2 separate regions of the Sus scrofa genome follow, and region 1 is linked to region 2. Evidence: chromatin contacts called from public HiChIP or PLAC-seq data. All regions are on one chromosome and are shown on one strand. Each heading gives the region's core, a stretch centred on a gene start, on an enhancer-like site or on the middle of the called end of the contact. The rest is flanking DNA. Distances are from core to core; before and after follow the strand shown. Region 1 holds the start of PCDH12 (protocadherin-12). Region 2 has its middle 55 kb from the start of PCDH1.

Region 1 (6,112 bases), core at 2,503-5,002, 120 kb before region 2:
GAAGAGGCGTGTGGCGGAATGACCTACAGGACCTCAGAATGGAAATTTAAAAGTGGGAGTTCCCGTGGTGGCGCAGCGGAAACAAATCCGACTAGGAACCATGAGATTGCAGGTTCGATCCCTGGCCTCGTTCAGTGGGTCAAAGATCCAGCGTTGCTGTGAACTGGGGTGTAGGTCGCAGATGTGGCTCGGATCTGGCGTGGCTGTGGCTGTGGTGTAGACCAGCAGCTACAGCTCCAATTCAACCCCAACCGGGAACTTCCATATGCTGCAGGTGCGGCCCGAAAAAGACAAACAAAAAAAAAAAAAAGGAAGAAAAGAAAGAAGACATTTAAGTGGGAAAGGAGCCCACTTCCCCTCTCAGGATTGGGCAGACATAGCATAACTGTAACTTTTCTCAACTCAGAATTTCTGTGGTCCAGTTTGGGGAGCTGTGTTTTGGTTACTAAAAGACAACAGAAATTATAAATCTTTCCTTGTGTTTCTCTGAAAAACCATGAAGGAGCTCCATAGCTTATAAGAGCCGGTGGGAAAGTCCTTATCTGCAGTTACTTGCTGCAGAGCCACCGCTGTTCTCTGCTGTACCCGCCTCCACACTTCCCGCAGATGTCAGCAATTCCCCTCCCCTCAACTGTTTTTCTTTTCCTTTTATTCTATTTTATTTATTTACTTATTTATTTTTTAGCCATCCCCATGGCATGGAGAAGTCCCGGGCCTGGGATCGAACCTGTGCCACAGCAGCAACCTGAGCCATGGCAGTGACAATGCCAGATCCTTAACCTGCTGAACCGCCAGGGAACTGTTGTTTTTCCATTATATAGATCACTTAGCCCCTTCTTTCCAGCAAAAAGATCCAATCAACTTTCCCAACTAGGTCCCAAATGATCTGAAAGATGAAGTCTTTTCAAAGAGGGGGAAATAGGAGTTTCCTGGTGGCTCAGTGTGTTAAGGATCTGGCATTGTCACCGCTGTGGCTTGGGTTTAATCCCTGGCCTGTTTTGGGCATGGCCAAAAACAAACAAACAAACGAAAAACCAAAAAAACCTCTTAGAGTGATGGAGATTTTCCAGACAAACTCCAGTTTTAGCCCCTGTCACATGACTGCTAAAGATCAACTGACCAAAACCAGAAAGGAGGAGAAAATATTACTAAACTGAAACCTCATTTCCTTTAAAAAAAAATCTGCTACCACATTTGCTGGCTTTGGATCCCTAAAGGGTTGCCTTAGCTTCATACCTCCAACGTGATTAAAACAAAAAACAATAATTAAACCACCTAATGCAAACCAATCCACATGCAAGGTTTTTTATGACCTGTGAGTCCATTTTCTGCATCTATGGATCTCAGTCAAGACAAGACCACACACACACACACACACACACACACACACACACACACACACACACCCCCTCAATGCCCTTTCAGGAATCTAAGTGTTAACACGTGTAAAATCATGAATCCCCTAATTCTTCCTGTGGGCGCGGCGTCATGCTAAGTTTTCCATTAAGAGGAATGACTGTGGGGTTCCTCTGGGGGCTCAGCGGTAATGAACTTGACTAGTATTCATGAGGATGCAAGTTTGATTCCTGGCCTCGCTCAGCGGGTAAAGGAGCCAGCATTGCAGTGAGCTGTGGTGTAGATTGCAGACCTGGCTCGGACCTAGTTCCCCCAGCCCGGTAATTTCCATATGCTGCAGATACGGCCCTAAAAAGCAAAAAAAAAGAAAGAAAGGAAGGAAGGAAGGAAGGAAAAGAAATAAGAAACGACTGTCACCTGTGTGTAGCTCCTTGCACTGTGCTCTCCACGGCACAAGAGCCCAGGTGTGGAGCTGTGGGCCTTTGTGAGCTCCAGCCCCCCACTGCTACTCTGTGCCCATCTCTCTGCCTTTGGCCACCAGATGGCACTCTGGAAACGTTCTCAGCCCCAGCATCTCCTGCACCAAAGCCCCCTGCATTACTCCCAGCTGGCCCTCCTCCCTCCCTCTTCTCCATTCCCTTCCAAGCCATTTCCCAGAGTGCAGCCCAAGGGGCTTTGCGGAGGGCAGATCTGCATAATCTGGCAAGTCCCCCAACCTCCTGTGCTCGGCTTCTTCAGCCCGACAGCATGGTTGGCAGGGAGGCATGGGACGACGCAGGAAAAGCAGCACCAGGACAAGGCTGCTCTTCCCAGCACCCTGCTCAGAGCCCTTCCAAAGCTCCCCAAGGCCTTCAGGACAAGCTCCGAATCCTTAGCTCAGGGCCCAGACCCTCCATCATCAGCAGCCTCGGCCAACATCTCCAGCCCACCTTCCACCCGGCAATGCCCACAGACTCTCCTGTGGGACGGCAAGGAGCCAGCGTGCCCACCTCTGGCCTCTGGCATTCTGCTCCGTCCGTGTGCACTGCCTCCCCGCAGCCCAGCCCGGCTCTGGCTCATTCCTCATGTCCTCCAGAGTCTGTCCAAGGAGCCTCCAGGCGCAGCCTCTCCCGGTCCCAGGCTGGATCTGGAGCCATCCACCGACCCGCTTCCTCTTTCATCTTCCCCGCCCCCACCTGAGATGACACGCCCCTTGGGGGTCACTTTCGGGGGCCTGTCACCAAAGGTCAATGAGCTGTCAGTGTGTCTCCAAGGAGCCTGGGCCCATGCCAGCTCCCCTTGCAGGACAGGCACGCGGGGCTCACGCCTGAGCTGAGGGAGCCCTGGGGAGTGGATCTTCCTGGCCAAGATGGCAGAGGAAAAAGTGAAGGGACAAACGCGAGACTGTCTTTACCATGTGCATTCAAGGCATAAACCCCAGAAGATACTACCAGGTAAGAGCTGGTCCCAGGTCAGGAGACTAGATTTCTCTGTCGCAGGCAAGGCGCTGAGCCCTCCCCAGTGTCATCTCCTGGAACCCTTCCTGCGAACTCTTGAGATGGGTGACAGCCACCCTCTACAGAGAAGGAAACTGAGGCTCGGGGAGGCGAGGTGACTTGGGCAACATCTCTATGCTAGCGAGGGTTCTGTCCGTGTCCAGAGCAGCACTGGAGGAAACGCCCTGTTGATTCAAGGCCCCTGCTGTGGGTCAGCGGGCTTTCAGCAAGAGGGGTGGGAAACCTCCATGACAATGTGACAGGACAGGGCATGGCAAAGAAGCACACAGGAGAAGGGGGCACGCAAGGGATGCTTAGACCACGGAGGCCCGCAGTCACCCATCCCAGTGGCCACAGGCCTCCAGGCCAGTGGGCCTGATTGGAGTCCTTGGGCCCCAAGGATGGAGCTGCAAATGCCCAATGCAGGGGAAACTGGCCCTTAACTCCCGTCCCTTCGACTGCTTTACAAACTTCCGGAGGCAACCTCATGGTAAAGGGCAAGACGAGACGGTAGGGCAGCAGATGGAAGCGGAAAGGAAAGGCAAGTCACCTCAAGGCCACCCAAGCCGGCCGCCCCCTCGCCCCATCCCGGGCTTCCCTTCTGAGACTGGACACAAACAGCGGCGGGGAGGGAAGAATTGGAGGAAGGGGGGCGGGGAGAGGAAGAGGGGGGAGAGGGAAGGGTATAGAAACGTCCAAGGCTGGGGGACTCCCCCGCGGGGCTCAGGCTGCACCAGACACAGAACAATGGGCCCCAAGGCGGGGAGGGGAGCTGGGGGGGGGGGGGAGCTGCCCGGTCAGGTCAGAGGGACCATCCCGCTTCAGGAGCCAAGGCCACGGGGCCCCCTATGGGTCTGTGCGGGCGGGGACTGCCCCAGGCAGCCGTGGGGAGGGCCAGACTGTGCAGATCACACCACCCACCCCGAATAACCACCTCTTTGCCAGGTCATCTTGACAAAACCGCTGCGAGGGCTGCTGTCTTATTCCCGACCACACCCGGCAGAGGAGCCGCTGGGTGCAGACGTTTCCCCTGGGACCCAGCTGGGAAGTTGCAGAGGCAGGGTTGGAATGCAGGCGGTTGGCTCTGACGGCTGCTCTCTTAATCAGCGCGGCTCCCCATGAGACGCAAAACAGGGATCGTGGCTCAGTGGTTAAGGAAGCCAACTAGCATCCATGAGGACTCAGGTTCAATCCCTGGCCTCACCCAGAGGGTTAAGGATCTGGCATTGCCATGAGCTGTGGTGTAGGTCGCAGATGCAGCTTGGATCCCGCGTTGCTGTGGCTGTGGTGTAAGGCGGTGGCTCCAGCTCTGATTCGACCCCTAGCCTGGGAACCTCCATTCGCCTCGGGTGTGGCCCTAAAAAGACAAAAGACAACAACAATAAAACGGGTGATCGGGGCAGGGTCAAGACTGAGAGGACGCGGGTGGGGGCAGGTGGGGGTGGGTGGTGACGGCCCAGGAGGGGCTGGGCGCTCTGCTCCCTTGGCCCCAGCAGGGGCTCCCGTGCCCTCAGCGGCGCTGCCCTGCTGCGTGGACAGCACCTTCCCATCCGGCCTGTCCCCGGCCGCATCCTCCTCAGCGGCAGGCCACTCGGCTTCACGGAAACTCTTTCTCTAATTGGCACTGAGACGCACAGCCTCCCTTTTCCTGTAGGTGGGGTTTCCATAGGAAAAAGCTGCTTCTCTGTCTCCCCAGCCTAGCAACTGTTTGGAAGTCAGAGCCGCACATCCTGCTCTCCCGGGTCAAGTCCCCCTTGGACTGGCTCTTGTTCGTCATTTGCTGACTGGGACCAACGGGGGCCCCCGGAACGTGGCCTCCCGGGCCATTCTGCTCCGTCGGTCTTGGGGCTCTCAAGCCCCTGCTGCCGACGATGGCCTGGCCTGGGAACTCTGCTGGTTCCCTCAGCTAATTATGGGACACGACTGTGCCCGCAGGTCTGGGGGCCGGAGAATCAAGCCCCCCGGCAGACACCGGAGGACGTGTCTAGTCTTTGGCAAACTCTAGCGGATTCCTGGATCTGGTCCACTCGGGTGGTAAGCATGATGCCACTTCTGCCGCTTCTGCTGGGACTTCTGGGACCTGGTGGCTCCTTGCTCCTTTCGGGGGATTGTCAGGAGGTGGCCACTCTCACAGTGAAATACCAGGTGTCCGAGGAAGTGCCGGCCGGCACGGTGATAGGGAAGCTGGCCCGGGAGCTGGGCCGGGAGGAGCGGCCGGGGCTGGCGGGGGGTGCCTTCCAGGTCTTGCAGCTGCCTCAGGCGCTGCCCATCCAGGTGGACGCTGAGGACGGCCTGCTCAGCACAGGGAAGCGGCTGGACCGGGAGCAGCTCTGCCGGCAGCAGGATCCCTGCCTGGTTTCCTTTGACGTGCTGGCCGCAGGGGACTTGGCTCTCATCCACGTAGAGGTCCAGGTGCTGGACATCAATGACCACCAGCCCCAGTTCCCCAAAGGCGAGCAGGAGCTGGAAATCTCGGAGAGCGCCTCGCTGAGCACCCGGATCCCCCTGGACAGAGCTCTGGACCCAGACACCGGCCCCAACACCCTACACTCCTACACCCTGTCCCCCAGCGAGCACTTTGCCCTGGATGTCATCGTGGGGCCTGATGAGACCAAACACGCGGAGCTCGTGGTGGTGAAGGAGCTGGACCGGGAAATCCGCTCGTTTTTTGACCTGGTGTTGACTGCCTATGACAGCGGGAACCCCCCCAAGTCAGGCACCAGCCTGGTGAAGGTCAACGTCCTGGACTCCAATGACAACAGCCCTGTCTTTGCTGAGAGCTCGCTGGCACTAGAAGTCCAAGAAGACACTGCCCCTGGCACTCTCCTCATCAACCTGACTGCCACAGACCCTGACCAAGGCCCCAACGGGGAGGTGGAATTCCTCCTCAGCAAGCACGTGCCTCCAGAGGTGCTGGACGCTTTCAGCATTGATGCCAAGACCGGCCAGGTGATCCTGCGGCAACCCCTGGACTACGAGAAGAACCCCGCCTACGAGGTAGACGTCCAAGCGAGGGACCTGGGTCCCAACCCCATCCCAGCCCACTGCAAAATTCTCATCAAGGTTCTGGATGTCAACGACAACGCTCCGAGCATCCACATCACGTGGGCATCCCAGCCGTCGCTGGTGTCCGAAGCGCTGCCCAAGGACAGTTTCGTTGCCCTCGTCACGGCAAACGACCTGGACTCGGGGGACAACGGGCTGGTCCACTGCTGGCTGAGCCAAGAGCTGGGCCACTTCAGGCTGAAGAGGACCAACGGTAACACGTACATGCTGCTAAC
Region 2 (6,181 bases), core at 2,169-4,668:
AGCCAGGGTAGGGAGATCAGTTCACCAGCAGCACCATCCACCAACGGCCATGTCCACACTTGCATCGAATTCTGTTTGGGAACTAGAGTAAAGACACACCCGAGGACAGGAGTCCATATTGAAGGCCAGGGAGAGGAAAAGAGTGACCAACAGCTAGCTTTTATTTATTTATTATTTTCTTAATCTCCTAAGATCTTAGGCTACCTGAGATTTAAAAACAAACAACAACAACAGAAAGCCCAGACAAATCGAGCAGCACTGCCTCCCAGCTTTTGCTCAAGCTGGGTCCCTTTCCTAGAACGGACTTCTCGCTGCCCATCTGTGTCCTACCTCGGCTTTCAGACAAAGCTAAGATCCTCCTCCTGAGCTTGAAGAAATCTACTCTGCTACTTAATGGCTGTTAAAAAGTGGGACAAGTTGCCGACACCTCCGAACCTTAGTCTCCCCTTCTGTAAATGGGATAGTAATAGCAATTGTATACACTCGCACAGGCTTATAGTGAGAAAACCCATATAAAAGAGGACCTGACATATTCAGCGCGCAATCAATGTAGTCATTCTTTTAAATAATACTTCCCTGAGCTTTTCCGGAACTCCCTACCCAAGACTTAACTGCGCCTGCCCCTCTACCCTCAGCCCCCCTCGCCCTGGCCCAGCCTACGTGCACTCTGGGAGCACAAGGCTTCTACTTCTAAGGTTTCCACCTGAGTCATTCTCCACCATGTGCCCTGAATCAGCTTTACGTATGCATGTGGCAGTCCCTAGCCATGCTTTGCGCTTGGTGGATACTCACTAAGTTGATAAATGCTTTTTTAAAAAGTTGCCCAATGAATCAAATTCCCAAGCCCTGTAAATCCCACTCAATTCCAACTCCTCTCTCCCAGCATCCGCACAAGGCCTGGTTCAGCCACTGCCAGCAGAACAGCACCAGGGGAACCACAGGAGGTGGCGGGGCAGCCGGGGAGGAGGGGGTGGGAAGGGATGGAGCCGCGAGGAGCTCCGCCGCTTCCAGGCCTCGCAGACCATGCTCTTTCCAGCCCCTTCCGCAGGGCACTTAAAATTCCACCTCATCTTCGATTAAGGAACAGCTGGCCCGATTCAGGCGAGTCTGTACAGGCCTTTAGCCAGCCAGAGCGGGTGGGTGCTGATCAGCTGGCCTCGGGCAATGAACTGTGCAGGCCCTGCCCCTGGACTGTCCAAGAGGCCCCTTGAGGGGTGGTCCATGCAGGCGAGGGAGGTTAAAATATCTATACCCTTCTACATGGTCTTTGTGGGTAAATACTGATCCACTTTTATCTTGGAGTACATGTAGGAACTCATTCCTTCGTTCACGTACTATCTACTGAGGGCCTACTATGTGCCAGTACTGTCAGAGGCTACAGTGCCATAGTGACAAGTCAGACAAAATTCCTGCCCACACAGAGCTTACTTTCCAGCGAGAGGACAGAGCAGGAGCAAACATGCAAAGAAATAATTCCATTTCAGAATGTGCTATTAAAAAGAAGCTAAGTCGGGCTAAAAGAATAGAGTGAAAGGGCATGAGAGGCGAACTCCTTTAGGCTGGATGGGTTGGGCAAGCTCTGAAACCTCAGGAAAATCTGGGAACAGAGCATCCCAGGCAGAGGGGACAGTAAGTGCAAAAGCTCAGAAGAACTGCTTTGGGATCAGCCACTCTCAGGATCTGTGTCTTTTTTTTTTTTTTTTTTTTTTTTGGCCTTTTTGTCTTTTGAGGGCCGCACCTGTGGCATATGGAGGTTCCCAGGCTAGGGGTCCAATTGGAGCTGTAGCCACCGGCCTACGCCAGAGCCACAGCAACTCGGGATCCGAGCCGTGTCTGCACCCTATATACCACAACTCATCCAGATCCTTAACCCACCGAGGAAGGCCAGAGATAGAACCTGAAACCTCATGGTTCCTAGTCAGATTCGTTAACCACTGAGCCACAACGGGAACTCCAGATCTGTGCTTTTTGAGGCAAATTTCAACCAGCCCCTACTGCATATAGACTTTTATGTCTTTCTGCTGCATTTTTGTCCAACTCCTCCCTGAGGCCTACCGCGCCTGCCCACCGCTCAGTAGCCTCTAATCCCATTGGCTTTCTCTCCACAGGGCCTTTGCACAATCTGTTCCCACCACTTTAAATGCTGTTCCCTGTCTACTTTCTCTAATTAAAGCCTAGATCCTTTAGATGTCAGGAAGCCTAGGGTGGTCCACCCCTGTCCTTCCACACTAAATCAAGTTCCTTTGTTACTTTCATATGATCAGTTTCCTTTAGTCTGATCCCTTATCGCACTTGGTAATTATGCATTCATTCCTGTGTTTATCTGATATTAGCATCTGAGTTTAGTCAGAATTACAAACCTCGGGAAAGCCGGGATCTCGTTTGTATTTCCAGCTGTTAGCGCAGTGCCTGGTACCTGGAAGGCACTTAACAAATACTTATGGGGCCAGCGCTGGGTCCTACCACTGTGAGTCCTCAGTGATAGCAGCGCGGCACAGGCGAGGAAAATAGGTTGGGGGAGGGCCTCAAAACCATGGACACAGGGGGTCTGGGGGAAAGGGAGGAGTTGTTCAGCCCAGGAGAAAGAGAGCCTTAGGGGCTGCAGAGGCCGCCGTCCGGTCCCGGGAGGCCTGTCCCTTGCCGGAGGAAGACCACAGGACGCGGGAGCCAGGGAGTGGAGGACGGGGCTGTCACCAGGACGCGGTGAGGCCTCTTCAAGGAAGGTCTAACAAGAAGGAGGAATTTCGGGAGTGGAACAGGTGCCTTCTTTTGTCCTCAGAGGTTTCCTGCAAGCAGGCAGCAGAAGAGAGGGGGCCCTGAGGTCTCCTGTGAAGCCGAGGCACTGTGACTGGGAACCACAGGAGCAGGTCCCTCAAGCCCACTGCTAATCAGTCCTCACAGCTGTAAAATGGGGCTGCCAGGTGCCCAGGGGGACTGCGGGGGGCCAGTGTGGCCTCCAGCTCCCTTCCCGGCGGTTGCCCTTCCCCCGCTCCCTGTCTGGATCTGAAGGCGGGGGAAGGACGGGAAGGGAGTGGGGGTGGGGGAGGCTCTTCCAAGGTCTTAAGCGGCTCCCCAGCTGGAGCGAAGGTGCATATTTTAAGTGGAGTTTACTGACAATGGATCTCTCTGGGGCTTGGAGGGGAAGGAAGCTGAAATAGGACCATTCTGTGAATTCCCAAGTTCTTTGTATCCATTGTACTGGGAACAATGCTGTTTGTTCAGCAGGTTCACTCAAGGTGGGGGGTGGGGAGGGGTGATTAGGCTCCAGTGTTCAGAGGTTTTTCGGGGGGCAGGCTGCTCAGGAATGGGGGACTCTTTCAGGAAAGGATAGAAACTGGAGGAGCTGGGGTGGCCCACAGGGGATGTGGGCAAGCTGCAAGGCTGGCTGGGTGGGTCTGAGTTCCAGGGCACTTCCCCAAAGGCAAAGAATTGCTTCCTTCCACCTTCTCCACCCTTCCTGAGGATTCTAAGCCTCTGCGGCTTCTGACCTTGACCTTAACGTGCTGACCCAAGGCTGCAAGGGATTGAGGGGGGAGTGGCAGGGCTGTCCTCGGACAAGTGACCTTGGGCAAGTCCCTTCCTTCTTGACACTTCACAGTCCCGCTGCCTCCGTGATCGAGGGATTGGCCGAGGGACGGTCTCACGGCTCTGCCAGCTGAGATGCTCCTTGGAACAAAGCTCATCTCCCTTCCTGCTCCCACCAGAACCCCAACCTCTCCAAACCTGGCCTCCCTGACGCCAGGTCTCGCTCGCTCAGCGGTGCACAGTTTGGCTTGCAGAGGACTCTGCACCCTCGAGTGAAAGAAGAGATGCGGTCCCCGGTTCAGTGGTGGACCCTCACGAGTAAGAACACCCCTATTACTGCAGATGTTGGCTCCCGCTGCCGCCTGGATGCAAAGCCCTGCGCTCCCGCTGCCTGATTCACCGTCACCTCTCTCAGCCTCGGTCTCCTCTCTGTGGAGGACACACAGCAACAGTGCTATCTGTGTCGCTGGGCTGCTATGAAAATTAAGTGAGATACTGCCCCTAAAGCACTCTGCGAGGCAGGTCGGGCTCCTAGATATCAGCCACATACCCTCAGCCCTCCCCATCCGTGGGTTTCGCAGCCGCCGACGTGGAGGGCCGACTGCATAGGCTGTACCGCGCCGCTGCGCTTGAAGGACTTGAGCGTCTTTGGATTGGGCATCTGCAGGGGCTCCTGGCCTAAGTCCCCCTGGATCCCGAGGCATGACTGTGCTTGTATGTAATTACTCCTCCTTTTTTAGGTAAGGAACGCAAGCTCAGAGAAGGTAAGCATCAAGCAGTGAATAAACTAGGGCGTTATAATTCAAACCCAGGCGGGTGGATTCTGAAGCTGAGTGGCTGAGCATGCTCAGGGCCTCCTGCGGGGATGGGACTGATGCCTGCTCTGAGCAGGCCTTGCCTGACCTTCCAACAGCACCTGCCAAAGCTTGAGAGCCAACGAGCCGTGTTATTTACCCAGGGCTGGGGCCTGAGACTCCCCTCCAGTCCTTCCCATAATCCTGCTGTCAATTTGAATCCCCCCCCCACCCTGCAACAGCCTCTGCAAGGCCTTGTCTGACCCGGGGAGGCACCAGGGCCTCCACCAGGAGCAGCCTCAGTGCTCCTGGGTGAGCTCCAGGACTGAACCCCTGCATTTGGAGTCTGAGCTACGGTTTGGCTGGACCTGAGACCTGGCCCTGGTTGCTCTGTGGCCTGGGGCCGTCAGAGAAAGTATCTGGCTCTGGACCTTCACAGAGCCAGAGCCGAGGGAGATGCGGGTCCGTCAACAGAGCTGGAAACAGGAGGAGCAGAGACCCAAGCCTTGGGGGCCCACAGGTTGGGAGCTGAGCCAGGGCTCCTTCCCCTTCCTCTCCTACCCCTGCAGGCACACTAGTCCAGCCTCTCTCCCACCCCTACTCGCACTCTTTCAACCGTTTCTCGCCCTGGTCCATGGATCTCCATCGAATGAGGGGAGAGAGAGGGAGGGAGAGTGGTGTCCACGCTGGTGATGTTGAGCAGTTTTCATTCCATGAATGAAGGTGCTGTGGGTTCAGGGAGGAGGGAGGCGGGGGAGGGAAGCCCTGGGTAGGGCAGCCGGGGATGGGGTTGCCATGGGAACAGTAGCCTGTCAGGAGCCCTGCCTTCAAAGCTGAGGTGCCAGGGTTGCAGGTTCCTGGTGGAGGCGGAGGGCGGAAGCATGTCTGGGGCGGGGAACAGTTCCGATCTGAGCCCCCTGGGACTCCAGCTCCTGGATTCCAGATCAAAACCCTAACCTGGGAGGGGAGCGGCATCACATCATGCTCCCCGGCAGACCAGCCTCAAACCCTCTCTAGCTGAGGGTAAGGCAGCCGCGGGTGGGAGCTACACCGTGGGGGAGGCTGTGATGGAAGCCCTCTGCTGGCACTACCCCCTCGGGGCAGGAGGGAGAGGGGCTCTTCCTCTGGCGCTGGCAGTGGGGCTTTGCTTTGTCCTCCAGGCGGGAGTCGGGGCAGGTTCCACAAGGACATGGTCACTTCCCCGAGGGGGGCCTTGGGAAGGGGGCTCAGAGAGCTGCCGGGCTGGGCGGCAGGGGGGCTCTCCAACCGCGCACGCTCGCTGCCTCCCTCCGCCACCGTGACCCTCTGCCCACTAGGGGGCGCCATGGCGCGGCTTCCCCGGGAATTGCGCAACAGGTCAGTTCCGAGACCCCAGGTGGCCGAGCGAGGCAGTGTGGCTGGGATGCGGCCTCAGGACATTTGCCTTTCGTGGGCTTGATGCAGAGATTTCAGGCCAGACTGAGCCCTGAGGGCCTTGAGGAGGCACGCAGCAGCCTGCACTGCCATTCTGCCCCAGCCCTTCCAGCCGGAAGCCACTCAGCCCTGGCCAGAGACCACCAACCCACCGAAGCAGCCCTCAAGCACCTACCGCAGGCGGGTACTGTGTGGGCATCGCCAGCAGGACCGAATGTAAGAAGGGAGCGGGGGAGATGGACATTGGCACAGCACCCAGTAGCGGGAAGTGCCGGCCCCGGAGTCCCGGAAACCGGGGTTAGAGTCCCCACTTTGCTTTTCCTACTTGGGTGACCTTCAGCAAGTTACTTCGCTTGAGCCTCAGTTTCCACCTCTGTAAGATGGTGATAGTAACAGTACTCAGCCAGGGAGCTGTGGGGGGAAAACGTGCTTCGAGCCCTTCGTGCAGC

Evidence for each region. HiChIP or PLAC-seq counts read pairs in DNA pulled down with a chosen protein or histone mark.
Region 1: an H3K27ac HiChIP or PLAC-seq map of skeletal muscle shows a contact between it and region 2. The contact joins the promoter of PCDH12 here to the enhancer-like site in region 2. A contact is called at or near these places in 5 of 47 Hi-C or Micro-C datasets (heart right ventricle, mesenteric adipose tissue, omental adipose tissue and 2 more) and 1 of 2 datasets of contacts at active chromatin or transcription factors (skeletal muscle).

The regions. Positions count from the first base shown.
Region 1 is chr2:143,562,668-143,568,779 of Sscrofa11.1, reverse strand. PCDH12 (protocadherin-12) reads left to right here and starts at 3,752. Exons shown (of 4, transcript XM_003124041.4): 1 at 3,752-6,112. The coding sequence starts at 4,872.
Region 2 is chr2:143,442,643-143,448,823 of Sscrofa11.1, reverse strand. No RefSeq gene overlaps it. Among named protein-coding and RNA genes, the nearest start is that of PCDH1, 55 kb to the left of the region's middle. Within about 2 kb of position 3,418, at least 7 of the 83 cell types and tissues checked have an H3K27ac peak or open chromatin away from gene starts, as enhancers often do. A contact at or near this core is called in skeletal muscle, where this site is marked.